Regions from separate parts of the Pan troglodytes genome. Here region 2 is linked to region 1. The links are chromatin contacts, called in public HiChIP or PLAC-seq maps. All regions are on one chromosome and are shown on one strand. Each heading gives the region's core, a stretch centred on a gene start, on an enhancer-like site or on the middle of the called end of the contact. The rest is flanking DNA. Distances are from core to core; before and after follow the strand shown. Region 1 holds the start of UGP2 (UDP-glucose pyrophosphorylase 2). Region 2 holds the start of MDH1 (malate dehydrogenase 1).

Region 1 (4,716 bases), core at 939-3,438:
CTTGCCCAGAGAAAGCAATTTTTCAATGACTGAAATATATAAAGGGAAATAGGTAACTGCTTTCTAAGCATGTCTTTGCTCCATGGCCATCAAGAACTCCACCTCTTTCTTTCCTATCTCCACAGGATTTGTCAAGTGAGGTTGTTCTTAGTGGCTCTGAGAGAGTGGGAAGCTCGTTTACAAAGTGTTTGTGGGTTCAAAATTTAAATTTATACCGATGTATACAGAAATTTCATTTTATAAGTACTGTTTGGAAATATTTGGAAACTAAGCTTCTAGAGTGCTACTTCTCTAAGAACTAGTGACTGAGTAGTTACAGATGTAACCCCTGAAGATGGGTAGTTAGTTACCTTTTGGAGAGTTCTTGAGGCAGCAAGTGTACAACAACCTTTGGTACTGTATCTCAATATTCAATCACTCATAAATCAAGATGCCATTCTTAGGTATTAACAAATGCTCTTGCTGCAATTAAAACCCATTTCCTTTTTAATCTTCCATGAAGGCAGAAAATACAGTAACTGATCATCGTTTCTTATAATAAACCTTGTATAATTAAAAACTCGCCAGGCGCGGTGGCTCACGCCTGTAATCCCAGCACTTTGGGAGGCTGAGGCAGGCGGATCACAAGGTCAGGGGTTTGAGACCAGCCTGGCCAACATGGCGAAACCCCGCCTCTACTAAAAATACAAAAACTAGCCAGATGCGGTGGCACGAGCCTGCGGTCCCAGCTACTCGAGAGGCTAAGGCAGGAGAATCGCTTGAACCCGGGAGGCGGAGGTTGCAGTGAGCCTAGACTGTGCCATTGCACTCCAGCCTGGGCGACAGAGCAAGACTCCGTCTCAAAACGAAAACAAAAACAAAACAACAACAACAAATAAATCTCTTCATTGTCCTTCATCTTTTGCAGGCTAAGTAACCCTACGTGGCCCAAATCTTTTGGTAGTATTTTATTTTGGTACTAATGCTCATTGGTAAAGACTGCTTTTTCAGTGCTAGAACAATTTTTGTACTGTATACAAAGGATGTAGAGATTTTGTTAAGATCTTCAGTCTCCAAATGCTGTTATTAAACTGTAGACATCTGGATTTTAGACACTTTTTTTGTTTTGTCTGGGGAAAATTCGTTTTACGGCCGAGAGGTTTTGAGTGTAATCTTTTTGGATTTCATGTAAGAAACACAGTACCAATGGTTGTCATTCTCTAGTATAACAATTTTTCACTAGCCTTTTCTGTGTTGTTTGTTCTAATAACATTTCCATATAAAGACGTAGAACCAAAAAATCAAAGTTCCTTTGTTTAGACAATGAGTCATTAAAAAATTCTCACTTTACCTTGGTTGATTAGTGTTGCCCAAAGCCTCAAACTCTTCTGTAATTACTGTACTTGTTTATTGGAGGCACTTAAGAGAAGGCGCTGGCAATTCATCGGTCCTGGTGCAGGCTATTTGAGTCTTAAAGAGGAAATGCAAAGTCTGAAATGCACTCGCTGCCAGCCACACTGAGTCTTAGGTGCAGGTGGGGTTGACGGTACCAGGTGTGATTTGACAAGCCGCGGGCTGGCCCTGTAACAGTCCCCAGGCTAGTGTCAAGTTCCGTGTAACATCCTCTTTCCTTGAGGACTTCAAGAATCTACCAAAAGCAAAGCATCTCTTGAGGAGTAACTTAAGCCAGTTCCACGTTGAAGAGAAAAGTAAACGCCTATCACAGCAGAAATCTCTACAGGATTAGGAACCGGGGCAATGGGGATGGTGGTGGTTCCGGTGAGGGAGCCTTCACTTGTCACTTTCTTCAATGCCTAAACCCTCCTTTTGTTAGCTGGCCCACACAGGCCAATGCCTACTCCCTAACGCATCCTCACCCTCCCCCAACCAGATGTGATGGGGGGAGCAAGCGTCCCCTGAGAAGCGTCTGGGCTCCCTCGGGGCAGCTGCGGTGGGGAGCTCCGGCTCTATCCGCAGGGCTTTCTTTAGTCCCTAGTCAGCGGGAATATTTTTACTGATTGGAAAAATAACCAGTCGTGCTCAGGTGCTCTCCCTCACTGAGATATACTGGCGAGGCTTCCCTGGCCGCAACGCCGCCGTAAGTACTGCTCCCACGCGCGGTATCCCCGCGTACTGCTCAGTGCCCAACTCCGACGGGCTCTCAAGTGCCGCAACGCCCCGCCCCTTGCCACCTCCGCACGTCTCATTGGCCAGAGCCTGCGTCCGCCTCGGCTCCTGACTGGCGGCTGCGCCTGTCGGTCCGTGCGGCAGGGACATTTCCGCATTGAAGGGGCTGCTCCGAATGGAGGGGGAGGGGAGGTGTTTAGGAGAAAGTAGGGGCTGTGGGTGTCGGGAGCCGGCTGACGGGTGGACAAGGGGGGGTTAGCAGCTGGGCTACGACCGTTAGGGAGGGGCTCAAGGTGTGCATGTGTGAGGGAAGAGAGAGAGAGAGAAGGGCGCCTCAGAGGTGACTTTCAGCCTGCGAGCCTTCTTCCCGGGGCGCCATAAACGCCCCCAATTTCCCAGCTGCTAAAGGAAGAGGAAGGTGGGTCTCGCTGGCGGCTTGAGGAGGGGCGGGGTTGGGCTTCCGGCGACCCCCTGGATGAGTGTGTTTCCCGCTCTCCCTGGCCCGCTGTGTGGTCTCGGAGGTGGAATTTGGGATTGTGAGGAGCGCAGGGCAGGCGGGGCGAGAATATGTGCGGGAAGGGTCGGTGCCCTCCCTTGGGACTCCCGCGCCGGTGCACGGGTCTGCCTCTAGCCGGTGACCCCTTAGTGTCCGCTGCGGGGGAGGGGCAGCGTAGCCTTCGGCCCCTACCGAGAAAAAGCTGCGGCCGGGTTTCACTGCTTGAGGCGGGAAGGCGGGGAGCTGAGGCCCCGACTGGTCGGCCAGCCAGAGCGTGGAATTGGTAGCGCCTCCTAGTCCCAGGATGTTTATGGCTGGTGAAAATGGTTGCACTGCCCCCGCTTGCCGGCCTCGCCCGCCTCCCCGACCCCTGCTTGGGCGGGAGCCGCTGTTAACCGGGGTTTTCGGGGGAGGCGGTTGGGGGCTGGATGGCGGCGCGGGGAGGGGGCAGCTAGGGGCGCGGCCTGCCAGAGCCTCCTGCAGTCCAGCCCTGGAGGGCGTGGGGACTGGGGGGCGGTGAAATAGCCGCTGTAGGTCCGCCTCTTTCATTGAAGAAATTTAAGTTCGTGTGGTTTTACCTTTTCCGGGAGTCTCCAGCTGGCCCTCATTTGTGTCCGGAGCTCAGGAGTTCCCAAACCGACTCAGTCGCACCAAGTTTCCGTCTTTTGGAATTGGGGAAGGAGTTTCTTTCTTTCTTTTTTTTTCTTGAGCCAGTTTTAATCGCTTTGAATAAATACTCCCTTAAGTAGTTAAATATAGGAGGAGAAAGAATACATCGGTTGTTAAAGCAGGAGAGGAAGAGAGACCTGCCCTATAGCGTGACTCCTCTAGAAAAAAAAAAAAAAAAGCCGGAGTATTTTACTAAGCCCCTAAAATGTCGAGATTTGTACAAGGTAAGAAATGCTGCTGCTTATATCCCGAGTTGCTTCAGGCGAATTTGGGTACTGACAGTGGAGAGGTTGGTGGGTGGTTTGGAAGTGGAAATGTTCATTTGAGATAACATTTGCGAAACCCTTTTCGTTGAATTGTCATCTGAGCTGCCTTGAGCTGCTGGGTTGACGTTCCAGACGCGTATAATTTATGTTCCTGTACCCTGCTGGGTTTAGTTTTGCCTCCCTGAAATCAGGTTAGTAGTACCGTCGCTTTCCTGGATAGTGGCTGTAAGTGATAAAACAGGATTTTTGGCTGCTAATTAATCCTTGTTCTCTTTTCCTGGTCTGTGTCAAGGTACCTGTGCGTGCACGCAGACGGGAAGGGCTGGGGAAGCGGGAGGACTGAGAAAGGCCAGGTGGGTTTTGCCGGGACTGTTGGGGAAGCTTTAGTGTTCTCCGCTTCTGCTTCGTTTGTGTGTACGTGGTTTGCGTCTCAGATTCACTTATTGCGAAACTGGGAGTAGCCCGAAGAAGCTGGAGGTCATTTCAGCTGGAGAAATGACTTTGCTGCATTGCTGTGTTTATTTTTTCCTTTTTTGAACTATGAAAAGATGATTAAGGTTCCTTTGAAGTTTGAAAACTGCTCTCTAAATTCCACATGTGTATTTAAAAAGGGTTAGGGAATGCCTCAACTGAGATTATCAGTAACGTGTATATGAATGCATGTGTGTACGGTGTACTCACTGAAATTGGTGCTGGCATAAACCTTTGACACCAGTTTGTAGCATGAGATTTGCCTTCTGGTATGCAAGTAAACTCTTTCCTTGTAGACTCCAGTGTGTGAAAGCTTCAGCCATCTTGATGAACACACAGCTAGTAAAGTTCACAAACACTTATTATGCTTCCTGATAAATGTAGGTGTACTTTTGGGAAAAAAAAGTTGTGTCAGTAATGGCCATCATTTGACCCTGGGAATAAAAATGCCCTACTGAGTTCTACATCGCTTTATTAACTCTTCTTTAAATTTTGTGTAGTAGATTAAAGTAAGAGAATTCGACTGCCTGTGTTATTATCGAAACAGATCGAACGCTATGCTTGCCTTTAGCGCTAAGCTCAGAAATGTCACTTGTTATTAGACTTTCAAATTCATGTTATACCTTATGTGTGGTAAGAGATGCTTATGTTCTGATTGAGTAAATGTCTTATTCAAGAATAGAAAGGCAGAACTGTTAGAAACGTACT
Region 2 (4,748 bases), core at 667-3,166, 250 kb before region 1:
AGAATTCATTTAGGAGGATAATGGGAGAAATTTTTCGTAACTGCTCAGAGTAAAAAGTAAAACTCAGAGAACCTAGGTTTGAGAATAATGCACACCTACTAATTCAGGACTAGACACAAAAATTTGAGAATTTTTGACATTAAAAGTAGCATTTGAAGTGATGCAACTTATGAATTAGCTCACTGAGGGATTTAGTATAGACAGAGAATACAGGCACCCCAATGTTAAGAGATCACAACTGAAAAAAATTTAGAAACTCCGCAGAACTGAGAACCAGTAACAAAAGAGGAAAACCAGGAAAGTATGTGGTCTGAGAGCCAAATGAATAAAGAGATACAAGGAGAGTCATTCAGGTATGATATTAATAAATGCTAAAAGTAAAGCATTACATTTCTTTCCAAAAATAGCAAATCCTCCAAAATGAAATAGAGAAAAATTGAAAGATATTTCTTGGCATTCATTTATCAGTGACAGAGAAAAAACGGAAGTTCTAACAATGTTATCTAATAGAGATGTTTTATTCATTTTCATTACGTATATGCTGTGTATGCTACTCCCGAGCATCATATCTTCCTTTTAACATCCACAAGAAACAAGCTTTCAAAAAGCACAGCAATTCTCTTGGCAGCATTAATTTTTAAGAGAACCTCTTAAGTTGTTTTACCAGCTGAGACTGACTGACTAAACAACCAGTGTCTCCCCTTCAGTTGCCAGCCTTTCCTTAGAAATGCCTGTTTGGCATAACTTTAAGACTCAAGATGGTTTAAGGCGCATCCTGTTTCTTCCAAAAGGGAATGGACAAAACTCAACATTCACGGAGGGCTTAGAGCAAATTAGAACCGTATACTGTGACCTCCTGGAGGGAGAGGCTCACCTCCTACAAAGTAAATGCTCAATAAATATTTTTGATATAACTCTGGAAGAGCTCCATTTGGGGTCGGGGGTGCACCTACTCCAGGGCACCACCCCCTCCAAAATAGCTGCATTCCCACAGCCCTCATACTCCGCTCAGAAAAGGGACCGGCGAGCTTGCAGGCATCCGCACAGCGGATAAAAGCAAAGCGGGACGGCGCACCAACCGCATTCCGGATCCTAAGGTTAAAAGAAAACCCCTTGCCCTCGGGCCAGGGCTCACCTGTCTCGGGAGTGGGGAAGAAGCGCGACTCCCGGCCGCTTTGGAGTAGGCGTCCCAGCAAAACTCTCGCCTCATCACCAGACACTACCCCGGGCAGAAGGTTCCTGGGCTAGGTCCTCGGACCCGAGAGGGAGCGACACGCTCGCTTGGTCTCTTGGGTCTCCAGGACGCCGCCGCCGCCGCCGCCGCCGCCACAGTTTCCTCAGGTGCTACAAAGCAGCCAGGGTGTGCGTGCGCTCCCGCCTCGTCGCTTAGCAACCTGAGAAGCTGTCCGGTAGTCCCAACTTATCAATTCCCCCGCCCCTCCAGAGTGTCAATCGTTTTTTAAAAGATTTTGTTTCCGGGTCGATCCAGCTTTACGCAGCGGAAGGTCTCTTTACCTCCCACGTTTACCCTCATGGGAGGATGCAGTCTCAGTCACGCGCGTGGGGGTGATGTCGCTAAGGGGTGATTCTCCCCTCCCTAGAGTTACACACGCTATCTCTCCCGCCAATTGCCGGGCGCCATCAGGCAGGTCCTTTCCTCCTGAGCCCAAACCATCCGTTTGTTGTCGTCCTCCAATCACAGAGGCTCATCCTCAGGGACTACTTTGCAATCGGCGCAGAGCGCAGTGAGAAGAGCTTGAAAAAAACCTCTGGTATCGGGAAGTGTAGTTCAACACTTGAAGGAAATGCTTTGGAGATTGCGCCACAACCAGGGCAGCGTAAACTACAGTTCCCAGAGAGCGCCGCGTCGGGAGCGGAGCCTTTTCTCGCTAACACCGCTCGCCCTCTCCGAGTCAGTTCCGCGGTAGAGGTGACCTGACTCTCTGAGGCTCATTTTGCAGTTGTTGAAATTGTCCCCGCAGTTTTCAATCATGGTGAGTGTGGGCCCCGGGTTCCTGCCCACCTCTGGCTCTCGCGCCCTTGTGTGGGGTTTCTTGCACTTTAGGGACTTTTGGGAGGCAGCTGTGCAAGGCACTGTCCTTCGCGCCCTTTGGCAAGCTCGGACTCATCTTCTGGGGATTGTCGCAGTGACCCAGTAATGGGAAGGGATTGATTTCCACCTTGCGGGGTATGGGGCGCTCTTAGGAGGACTCTGGAGAAGTAGTTGTCCTGGGAGAGGAGCGATCTTAATCCTGCTGCATGGCGGGAGGACAAAATGCGACGCTGCAGCTATTTTCCAAAGGACGTTACGGTGTTTGATAAGGACGATAAGGTTTGCGATGGAAGGGAAAGGTTGGGTCCTAACCCCTTTTTCTCCTCATTTGCCCACAGTGTTTATAACGGCTTTTGTCACAGGGACCTTGAAAGCAAAAAGCTGGAAAGGTAGTATTTACCAGGTGCTCCAGATTACGATCTGCGTTTGCAGGAGACGTGTTTCCGCCATATCTAATTTCTCAAAATGTTATTTGGAACCCGTTCATTGACCTTTTTTGTAATGCCAGGACATATTGAAGTGACAGCATCACTAACCAAATAACTACTGCAAATATTCTTTATTGAACTGTATGTTGTGAATTCCAGAAGCACCTCTCTTAAATGTAACAGAGTAACCATTTTGTCATGGAAGACCTGGGTAACCTGCATCTCCATCGCTTGTCTCTGCTGAAAGAGAGGGGGAGGGGGAGAGTTGATGAAGGAACTCTGGCGTAGGAATAATCTGCGTACTGCTTGAAGGTGACATTTGTCATCAAACTCAGAGAAATCGCTTCATACTATCAATACAATGGCTTGTATTTATAGTTGCGACTGTTTTTCCTACTTTATCTGCAAAATACTAAAATGGCTGGAGAATGTGGAGAAATGTTTGAATGAATTGGAAATTTCCCAGAACCTGAAAAGACACGTTTTCAAGGCAAGGGCATTACTCTCTCTGCCTGTCTAACGGGGCCAGTGGAGACAGCTACTAATTTCCAGTAGGTGTTAAACCTAGGTTTCCTAAATGTTTTGTCACATAATTAGTCATTTAAATTATGGTTTCGGTAGTTTCTGTCCTAATAACCTTAGCTAGAAAGCAGAGGTACTTATTATCTGAGAACCTTGGACTTTTTGCTTTTAGAACTGAATGGGCTCTTTTAAAGGCCATCTTGACGAATCTCCCCACTTCAGATCTTAAAATTGAGTTTATCGAGACCCAGAGAGAATGTGATTTGCCCCAAGAGTCTCACACTCTTGCCATTTTTCTATATTGTGTCTTACACTTACCAAGTCTTTCTGAATTTTTATTTTTATAGGGACCACCGCAGTGAGGTCTCGCAGCGGGGGAGAGACAGTGTACTCAACTCCCTGAAAACTTATTTTTACTAGCTGAGATTCCGGATGAAGTTACCAGTTCATACTGCATATACAAACTCAAATATGTTATCAGCATGTAGATGACTTGATAGCTTTATTCCTTGCAATTCAAAATACTGGAATTGTAGAATTAAAAGGGAATTTGGAGATTATATTATCTACTCTTATAATGTAGTCTGGTGAGGTCAGATAATTTTCCCAAGGTCACAGAGATTTTGGGCCCCAGATTCTTAGCTAGTTTCCCTAGCAAGGCCCCACCGTTGGAAGGTCACTGGGGTGCCAGATAACACAGAGACAGAACATGAGGAAGAATTTGTCTGGCAGTTTGCTGGAACTGACAGCAAACTCACACATGACTCAATTTCCCTGCCCCCTCAGGAGGGTGTGTGAATGGACAGAGTTAGAAAAGAGCCTTCTTCTGTAAGCTCATTCAAAGCGGAGGATTCTTTGCTTGTTGTCTATAGGGAGTGACAGCAAAATAAACTGTATGAAGGAATCTAAATGGTATGCTTAGTTTTTTGTGTTATAGAAATACATGTAATTTAGAAATATATATAAATTTGAAAGTGAAAAAGAAATATGTGGATCTGTCTGTGGAATAACAGAGACACTTAAATTCAATCTTTATAGCTGAGAAGTTAGCACAGAGCCTGCATCTGCAGGAAAGTCATTGGTGCCCTGCTAAGAGCAAAGACATTCCTTTTTTGGATCTTGGCAGACTGCCCAGATATCTGAGCAAAGAATAGTAACCTATGTTCACACTATAACATTGTGAAAGTCAGCAGGACTCTCCCACCCTCCTGCTTTTCAACTGCAATGTTGCAGAAGAGCAGAAAGAACCATACATGGACTTTTCTTTCTCTGTTTCATCTTCAGACATTCAAACACTAACTAAGCCTCATACTACCATTAATAAGATGGAATTACCTAGCTGGGAAAGTAATTTCCCCAAAGACACAGAAGAAAACTGCTGAGGTGGAATTAACTGTTCATTAGGTGGCCACAACCCCTTCACTAAGGACTGCGATACTGTGAACATGTTTTTAAGTAGCTACTAAAATTGACTGCATTATTCTAACCATATAGGTGACCTTATGGGAAGTTAATAGATAGTGATCTTCACTCTCTCCAGCCCCCCTTTTCTTATCCTAGTTTGCTGTTCATTGAAGTAGTATCTGTTCATACTTTATACCCTAACCTTCCTTCATTCAACAAATACTTTTTGAACACTATGTGGAAATGCAAATCCATATCAAAGACAGACTGTTCTCAAGAGCGCTTCATGGCCTAATACAGAGCAACAGAAATGTAAATAGAAAACCACAGGCTATTAAAGT

What was found. HiChIP or PLAC-seq counts read pairs in DNA pulled down with a chosen protein or histone mark.
Region 2: an H3K4me3 HiChIP or PLAC-seq map of stem cell-derived excitatory neurons shows a contact between it and region 1, with 3 times the contacts expected there. The contact joins the promoter of MDH1 here to the promoter of UGP2 in region 1. A contact is called at or near these places in 1 of 7 Hi-C or Micro-C datasets (stem cell-derived neural progenitor cells) and 1 of 1 datasets of contacts at active chromatin or transcription factors (stem cell-derived excitatory neurons).

What each region holds. Positions count from the first base shown.
Region 1 is chr12:58,884,436-58,889,151 of NHGRI_mPanTro3-v2.0_pri, reverse strand. UGP2 (UDP-glucose pyrophosphorylase 2) reads left to right here and starts at 2,188. Exons shown (of 10, transcript XM_063789787.1): 1 at 2,188-2,524. WDPCP (WD repeat containing planar cell polarity effector) reads right to left here and starts at 1,560. Exons shown (of 19, transcript XM_054678456.2): 1 at 1,331-1,560.
Region 2 is chr12:59,131,819-59,136,566 of NHGRI_mPanTro3-v2.0_pri, reverse strand. It overlaps MDH1 (malate dehydrogenase 1), which reads left to right and starts at 1,916. Exons shown (of 9, transcript NM_001243069.1): 1 at 1,916-1,994. The coding sequence starts at 1,992. The region is part of intron 2 of WDPCP (WD repeat containing planar cell polarity effector); the gene reads right to left.